3 separate regions of the Sus scrofa genome follow, and all the other regions are linked to region 1. A link is a contact called in public HiChIP or PLAC-seq and promoter capture Hi-C data. All regions are on one chromosome and are shown on one strand. The core of a region is the stretch at or near the end of the contact, and the rest is flanking DNA. Distances in the headings are between cores, read along the strand shown.

Region 1 (2,700 bases), core at 68-2,567:
AGTCAGTGCTTGTGTCAACTATAAATGATCTTTAAGTAGTAAAACCGTCCCCTCTTGCCTACGGAACATTTTTACATGTATTTGCGTTTAGCCCAAATTAAAGACTTTTCCCAACAAGACTAGTTAATACAACGACTTGATCTTACACAGTCGACACTATCTCATTTTGTTTTTTAAGCCACTTGGCATCAATGTAGCGTATGTTCTGCCAGTTCTGAGCTAATCTCCAGGAAACCCTTTGTATAACGACTGAAGAAACTGAAACAGATCAGAGCTCAAGATTTTTAAGGGCCTAAAGAAGCATATGTTTTTAATCAGCAGTCAATTTATGTTAAAGTAGTTATTTTACCAGTTCGCCTTCTTTTATAATTTACATAAACCGTCTTAAAATAACACTGGTCCACTTCTACTTGAAGATTAGAGGCGGTTCCAAGGCGTTCCAGATGCCTGGACCCCAACCCATTTCCCCGCGTTGGCAAGGTAGGCGCGGGAGTCTAGTGGAAACCGATCTTGATGGGTACGCTGCTAGAAAGGTTTCCTACGGTTTCGACCGGTGCGAGTGTCAACTTCCCGTGCTAAACTGTCCCTCCCTGTTATTATTAAAACAGCTGTCAGCCAGGCTTCGGCGGCCTCTTTGTACCAGCGTTTACTCAACGCTTGGGGATCCTGGAGCAGGCGTCGCACCGAGTTAGCCCAGCCGAGCTCCAGAAGCCCCGGCCCCGCGCGCCCGCCAAGCCGCGCCCGGACACGACCCCGCCGCGCACCCGGCGGCAGGGCCCCGGCCGGCGCGCCCCCCGCCCCGCCCAGCCCCGCCCCCTCCCGCCGCGCACCCTCGCACGCACACGCTCCGCGGCCCCGCCATGTTCCGGGAGCGGCGCGGCGTCCGTCCGCCCGGGCCCCCGCCCCCCCGCCCGAGCAGCTCCCGCCTGCAGCGACTACGGCCCCCGTCCCGCTAGCGTGGGCGGGGCGGCGGGCACGTACCTACCTCGCTCTGCCGAGGGGACGGGAGCGGGCGCGACTGGGGGGCTCCTCCCGGGCGCCGGGGCCGGGGCTCGAAACCGCGCCCCTCCTTCCTCCTCGCCTGTCGCCACGCCCCCCTCGCCCTCACGGACCCAAGGCACGGCCGGCGCAGGAGGGTTTACCCCCTGTACGAGGGCCTCGGCGCGGCCGTCTCTGTCGTGGTCTTCGCTGTCGCCGTAACCGCCACGAACGCCGCCGAGGCCGGGCTCGAAAACATCTCCGGTCTCCGCCGTCCCTCACCACAGCCTGCTCGCTCCCCGCACAGCGCCGCCCGGCGATTGGCCGCGGCACGGGCACGTGACACGGCGGGCACGGGATGGGCGGCGTGACCGCCCCGCCCCCGCCCACCGCCCCTTCCGCTCGCCACCCCCCTCCCCGGGCCCGCCGCTGTGGCGGCGCCGCGAGAAGCTTCCCGAGCCGGGGGCGGGGAGCGGGGCGTACCAAATGGACGCGGGGGTGCGGGCCGGAACCCCGCGCGCCGCTGTCTTCTGCCCCAGAAGGGAGGGACCCCTGCGGGGAGCGGCGCGGGCGGAGGTCGCGCCCAGCGGCGATCATGGCCGTGGCTGTGACTGGCCACTTCTGGAAATGGCGGCGGAGGCAGCGGCGAGGAAGAAGAGGCTCTGTCCACAGAGGGTATTCACACGTTATTTTTGCGGGGCGGGAAGCCGAGTTAGCGAGCAGCGGGCCGGCTGGAGGCGGAGGCGGGTGTCCGGCCAGGCGGGCGTAGTGCGCCTGCGCGCCAGCCGGCCGCACCTGTGGGAGCAGGGACCCCTCGGGCCCCAGCCGCACCCCTCACCTGCTCCAAGCGGGGCCCTGGGCGCGCGTCCTGCAAGCGCGGCAGCGTGCATCTCCTGTGGGGATGGCATAGGCTTTGCAGTACGCCCCTCCCCATCGACACTTTCGGATGACCTTATCAGACGAGTTTAAGTGCATTTATCCTTTCCGAGAGGCCACCCACGGGAACTGCCCGGCTGTAGAAGAGCGCGTGGGGAGAACTCGCCGCCTCGGCACCCTGACTTCCTCGGGAGGTCAACCCGCGACAATTTGTACATGCCCTTATTTAACCACCAAAGGGATTACATAATCGGAGGGAAACCATTTCAGTCTGAGTTTCTTCAGGACGTTTTTTATTTACATCGAGGTTAATCCGCGAGAATTTGCGCATGCCTTTAACGACCAAAAGGGTTGTGTAATTGGAGGGAAACCATCTTCTCCCTATGGTTGTGGCCTTTAAAACTACAGCTGCCTTTGTGACTTAATGAGTGCATTTACAAATTTATGTCATTAAGTCAGCATATGATGTATTTCATACTTGACAGGAGGAAGCTGAATCCAAACATATAACTATATAAAGCACAAACTTGCATTAAAGATCATTATTTTTTCCTTTCCTAGGTTCCTCATTTCTCCCACATTCAGGTTCAGTATGACTAGTAAGAGAGCACCTTGTGGCTAGAAGTGGAACACTGTTACATTTAATTTGGATATTTATGGCTTGAAATACAAAGGAAAGAAACATACAAGTAACCAACTCTTTTCTGACTTCTCTTCAAATCGTTGATTCCTTGTCATAGGAAGTAGGTGGCTGTAACATTCGCTATTTCTACAGAGGTAAACGAGTTTCAGTTCAAAACTGAAAGGTAGCTAATCTTGAATTTGCTGAAATTAACCATAATTTAA
Region 2 (2,700 bases), core at 150-2,649, 430 kb after region 1:
CTACCACACATGGAATTTCCCAGGCCAGGGGTCCAATCAGAGCTGCAGCCACTGGCCTACACCACAGCCACAGCAACACTAGATCCAGGCCGTGTCTGCAACCTACACTGCAGCTCATCGCAACACCAGATCCTTAACCCACTGAGCAAGGCCAGGGATCAAACCTCAAGGATAGTATCCTCATGGATACCAGTGGGGTTTATTACCCCTGAGCCACGACGGGAATTCCCTGGAAAGAGATTTTTAAATTCTGAATTTCATATTTACATACTATTTAGTCACTGTTTCTTAGACCTCCCCTGGGACGGGACGTCCTGCCCATGACTAAACACACCTGCCTGTTACTGGAGATGACTGCACTTCATTTTGAAGAACTATCTTATCTTTGGGATCCCCCTGCCTCTGATCCCTTCTAAGGGGTTTTCCATAGAAACCACTGTTACCCACTGACTTGACTGGCCTCAAGCCAAGGCGTGTGCGCCTGACTTCATCAGAAAACTTCCCTGCAGTTTCAATTTTACATCCTGAGGACGTTATACTTCCTGACCGGCCCGTCCTGTAGTTACCCCTGTACTTCACCCACCTGGTGGTGCCCGAGGCCGCCTCCTTACTATGGGAGCCCCTGGGCTATTTGAGGTCACGGACAAACACAGGTGAAGTCCCTTTGCCCCGCATTTACAGATAAAAGAAGAAACTTGATGTGGTGTTAGTCTGAATATTCCCCAGAGATCCTCCACGGGGAATTTAAAACTTCATTATTTCAGCGCAACCTAAAAGTGAGTTCAAAATTAGAAAATAAACGGAAAACACTCCCCCTTGTAAGGCAAAGCGAAGACATCCAAACTGCCCACAGATGACCCACTCTGGCCATCTAGCCGGCGCACAGCCTGAGTTCACCACACTGCCCGCCCCCCACTTGGCACCACCTCTTTCCCGTGAGGAGGTGGGGCCGGGTTTCTGCGGAGAGATGCTCACACTGTCTCCGGGCTGGACCTGCCCCGCGCATCGCCCAGCCTTGTGACGGCGTAGCGCGGATGCCCAGGATAAGTCCGCGAGGGGGCCCAGGGGTTTCCACCAGGCCTCGGGCAGGGGCAGAGGGGCTCCCCCCGACAGTCTCCGCACGCACGGCCCGGCCGGCGGCAGCCTTACCCACGGTGGACTTGCAGGCCTCGCAGAAGGTGTCGTCCGTGAAGCGCTCCATCAGGCTGGTCTTGCCCACGCCGCGGGAGCCGATGATGATGACCTGCAGCTTGAAGTCGGCCGGCCGAGGGGGCTGCTTCCGCCGGCGGGCCTGGCCGCCCGACAGCGCGGGGGAGCCCGTGCCCAGGCCGCCGCCGCCCGCGGGCCGCCTCTGCAGCGCGGCGCCCGGATCCATGCACGCATGCGGCCCCCGCGCGGCCCGCCGCCAGCCGCGCGCCCCGGGCCCCCGCGCCCCTTCGGCCTCCGCCGCGCGCCCCGGATCGGCCCCGGGCTGGGCGAGCGCGCGCTCGAGCGGCCCCGGCGGCCCGCAGTCTCCGCGCTGCAGCTGTGCCGCCGGCCGGCCCCCGGCGCCCGCGTCCGCTCCGCGCCGCTGCCGCCGCCGCCGCTACCGCCGGGGGAGGAGGAAGGGAAGCAGCTACTCCGCAACAGCGGCAGCAGCATCCCGGGCGAGGCGGCGCGACGGCGCAGGCGCGACGGGCGGGGGGCGGGGCGGGACGCGGGGAGGTCGCGCGCGCCCCCTGCCGACCGGAGGACCGCCCGCCCCTCGCGTCGCCTGCCCGCCCCTCCCCACTCACTGCGTTCTGGCACCCTCTGCTCTGACTCCACTGCCTTCTCTTCACTCTCCTTTCTTTCTGAGGCCTGTATCTTCCCCTTCTCCTCCATCCCCATTCCCGCTTTCTTTTTTTCCCTCCTGACCCTGCTGTCATTGAGTACAGTCCCCAAATACCAGGCAAGTGTCTGAGCCGTCTCCCCCCAAACCTTCTAAAATACTGTCCCAAATCACTGTGGCAAACTGGCACTGTCGCCAAATGCTGAAATTCCCGGCCGGCCTCAGCCTAGACACCTGCCCCCAGGGGCCCCATGCAGACTCGCCCAGACCCCACCTACCCCGCTTGGGAGGGAGCCTGATCACGTCCTGCCTTTTCCATAAGAAACACACAAAACAGTTATTCTTAGCTCTGATTGCGTCCTAATTCAAAGTGCAGACGTTTTTATTCCTTTTAACTTTTAAAATAAATAAATAGCCTGCACCTTTCGGGGAGCAAGTGAGTTCAGATTCAAACAGTAGGAAGAAACTCCAAGATTGATGCTCTGAAAGTTTAGGAAATATGGACTTGGGTAGTATGTTTTGTCGTTTCTATTGGAAAGGTTTTAAGGATACAGAGAAATCAGTGCTCTGATTCCTTGCCAGGGATTTGTTTAGCAAATTCCTCAGCGTGAACTTGAGCACCTCAGAACACAGGGTTCTAAATATGATAGGAGCTGGCACCTACGCCCAGAATGATCACACAACCCACCAAATTTCAGCTTTATTTAGAACTGGGTTCAGTACTGCCTAGTCGGGTGGATATTACTCTACAAACCTGATTTATAAAACTCTCTAGCATTGCCCACAAAGTAAACTGGAAGTTTACATTTGTAAGAGAATTCTTAGCTCTCCAAAAGCAATCACAGTAGCAGCAGTCTTTTCAGTGGCTCTTAGGCTGTTTAAAAGATCAG
Region 3 (2,700 bases), core at 87-2,586, 430 kb before region 1:
TGAGGGGAGACAGCCAAGAGCAGTGTCCTGCCCCAGGTTCCAGAAGAGCCTAGAGGGTATCCAGACAGCCCCAGGGCCTGGGACAATTCCATCCTAACCTAGAACCATTTCTTCTTTATCTGCTTCTGGACGTCTTCCTTGACAGACCAGTGAGCACCGCTTTGAGAAAAACAGAACGGGTCCAACCTTTGCTGCTTTTTTTGGAAATGGTTTACTTGAGAGACCAGATTTGCCAAGGGCTGAACACTAGGCATCAATGCCAAAAACTGCTGAAAACAGGGCTTAAAACCAGCTCCTTCCAAAGAAGTAATCCTGTAATTTGATGTGGGCACCCAAAAGGAAGTGCCCCTCAACACCATCTGAATCCCCCAAGGGGCTGCCCTGTGCCATCTGACAGCTCCTCATCCCTTGGGTGTTTGTTTCTGTCTTTGTTTCTGGCTTCCTCCACGTTTCTTCAGGCTCAGAGTGACCCACTTTGGGAGGGACGTGGGGTCAGAGGAGGACTTTCTCATCCTGCCTTTACCCTTAGCTCGAAAGTTTTCTAGGCGCGCGTTTTCTATGGTACGTTCTCTCTTCACCTTCCCGCCACCGGGTCATCCCCTCGCGTTTTCTCACCCTGAGCTGAGCTTTCAAAAAAAAAAAAAAAAAAAAAAAAAAGTAAATAAACCAATTGCCCACGGGACGCAAAAGGACTCGGCACCTTAGCTAACTTAAAGTTTCCGCAGGAAGGAAATTATTAAAGGCGAAGGAGAAAGCTCCCGGAGGCGGGGGCCGCGGCTCCAGTCCGGCGGAGGGGTCCCGGGCTCCCGGCCCAGCCCGAGATTGGCGAGGCCCGAGCGGCCCCCGGAGCGCGGGCCAGCGGCGGTGGACCGAATAGAGAAAGCTCCCGAGTAGGCTCGGACCCTAATCCAGCAGAGCCGGGACTGGGAGCGGGCCCCGGGAAAGAGGGGCGCGCGGACCAGGGGGTGCCTGCGACACTGGGGGCGCACGGACCAGGGAGCGCAGGGGAAGGTGGGGACAAAGGGGGAGCAGGAGACAAGGGGGAGCAGGGACCAGCAGGGCGCGGAGACGACGGGGCGCGGGGAGGAGGGGGACGCACGGACCAGGGTCCCCAGCGGCGGCGGCGTAGGACTCACCCCGAGGAGACACACTTTGAGCTCCCGGATGGCCATCATGAGCTCTGGGCCGGGCCGGGCAGGAGCTCAGCATCGTCCGGGGCCGCGCCGCGCCCCGCCAGCCGGCGTCCTCCGGTCCCCGCCTTCCCCCCTGCGCAGCCCGCGGGCGGATCCGCCGCTGCTATTTCTGGGCTGCCGGGCGCGCCGCGGTGGGTCACGTGGCCGCCGCCGGCTCCTCCCGGGGCTGCGAGGCTAACCTCGCCGGCTGGCTCCCAGGAACGCCCCCGACGGCGTCAGCCCCTAGGGCCGCCTCCGGGACGGGGCCTCCTCCCCTCAACCAGCCCGGCCTCGGAGCCCGCTCTGCAGAGCCTATGGGGCCGAAGGAGGACCCGTCAGTTCCCCTGGGGACTGGCCCCCACGACTGGCGGCGTCACCGGAGATGCTGTGCGCCGTGGTCATCTACAGGGAGCACTTGGAAGGCTGTGTGCACCCCCGTCATTAGATGGCACTTGACAGAAGTTGTGAGGATGGGAAGGAGGATCTGAGGGTCTGACCCTGCAGCCCATCCCCTAATACTATGAGGGTGGGCAGGCTTCAGTTCACCCCCATACAGCTCGTCACTCTCAGCCCAGAGCTCGGTCTCCTATATGTAATGGAAAATGGGTCTAGAAGCGATGGCCTTGTGTCTCCCTCCAAAACAGGCGTGTCGGCATCTGAAAAGGGAAACATTCTAGTGAGGAAGCTGCCTTGCCCAGGGCAGAAAATGCTACAACTTGTCTGGACAGACGCCTGGCCCTCAGAATACCAGCTAGAAATAGGTAGCTGGCGGCCAGCGTTCTGCATCCTTCCTTGACTGGGAAACAAAGAGGCTCAGGCTTGAGACTGTCAAGAGGCCTCTGGGAACTGCCCTCTCTTCTCCACAGTGGGGCAGGCACCTCATCCACCCAGGCCACCTCTTGTGTTGCTGCCATGGAAACGTCAGCTTTTTGGACATATGTACCTGAGTTATGCCTGGCATTTCAGTTTGGAAAGAACGTTGTTCTTTAAACTTCATCCCCTGACTGAACTCTCAGGGCTCTGTCCTAACGTGCCAATTTTGATCAAAGACATTTCTGTCCCCCCAGCAGACTACCCACCTTGGTTTTTCTGGCTTTATTCCTCCTGAAGCCATGCTGAAGCTCCCCGGCACCCAGGTAGCCCCACACAATGGGTACCTCCTAAAAGGCTGGGGTCAAAATGCCGGGCCCCCCTCCTCCTCAAAAAACAAACAAACAAACAAACAAAAAAACCTGGAAAATGGCCATTAATCTCCCAGGGCAGTGGGGGCTTCTCCTGGCTTGAGCGGGCTGCGGAGGATTACACAAATTTGGACTAAATTGTTCAAAACGTAGCTGGACGGACATGCATGCAGGTCCTGTGCAACATGGAGATGCTTGTATTGGTACCTGTCTTTTATTTAGTATCAACAGCAAGGCTGGTCTTCTGTGTGGGAAGGAGGAAAAGAGGCCTCTCCAGAATCTCCCAGCCTGGTCACAGGACCTCACTGTCCCCAGGTCTGCTAAGCAGGGTTACACCCACACAGCTG

What was found. Promoter capture Hi-C pulls out the DNA fragments that hold promoters and counts their contacts. HiChIP or PLAC-seq counts read pairs in DNA pulled down with a chosen protein or histone mark.
Region 2: a contact with region 1 is called in a promoter capture Hi-C map of liver, with 3 times the contacts expected there. The contact joins the promoter of RAB12 here to the promoter of ANKRD12 in region 1. A contact is called at or near these places in 1 of 5 promoter capture datasets (liver), 1 of 47 Hi-C or Micro-C datasets (skeletal muscle) and 2 of 2 datasets of contacts at active chromatin or transcription factors (alveolar macrophages and skeletal muscle).
Region 3: an H3K27ac HiChIP or PLAC-seq map of alveolar macrophages shows a contact between it and region 1. The contact joins the promoter of RAB31 here to the promoter of ANKRD12 in region 1. A contact is called at or near these places in 1 of 47 Hi-C or Micro-C datasets (embryonic fibroblasts) and 2 of 2 datasets of contacts at active chromatin or transcription factors (alveolar macrophages and skeletal muscle).

What each region holds. Positions count from the first base shown.
Region 1 is chr6:98,813,410-98,816,109 of Sscrofa11.1, forward strand. It overlaps ANKRD12 (ankyrin repeat domain-containing protein 12), which reads right to left and starts at 1,318. Exons shown (of 12, transcript XM_021096065.1): 1 at 986-1,318.
Region 2 is chr6:99,243,228-99,245,927 of Sscrofa11.1, forward strand. RAB12 (ras-related protein Rab-12) reads right to left here and starts at 1,400. Exons shown (of 6, transcript XM_021096067.1): 1 at 1,150-1,400. The coding sequence starts at 1,375.
Region 3 is chr6:98,384,521-98,387,220 of Sscrofa11.1, forward strand. RAB31 (ras-related protein Rab-31) reads right to left here and starts at 1,337. Exons shown (of 7, transcript XM_021096057.1): 1 at 1,137-1,337. The coding sequence starts at 1,175.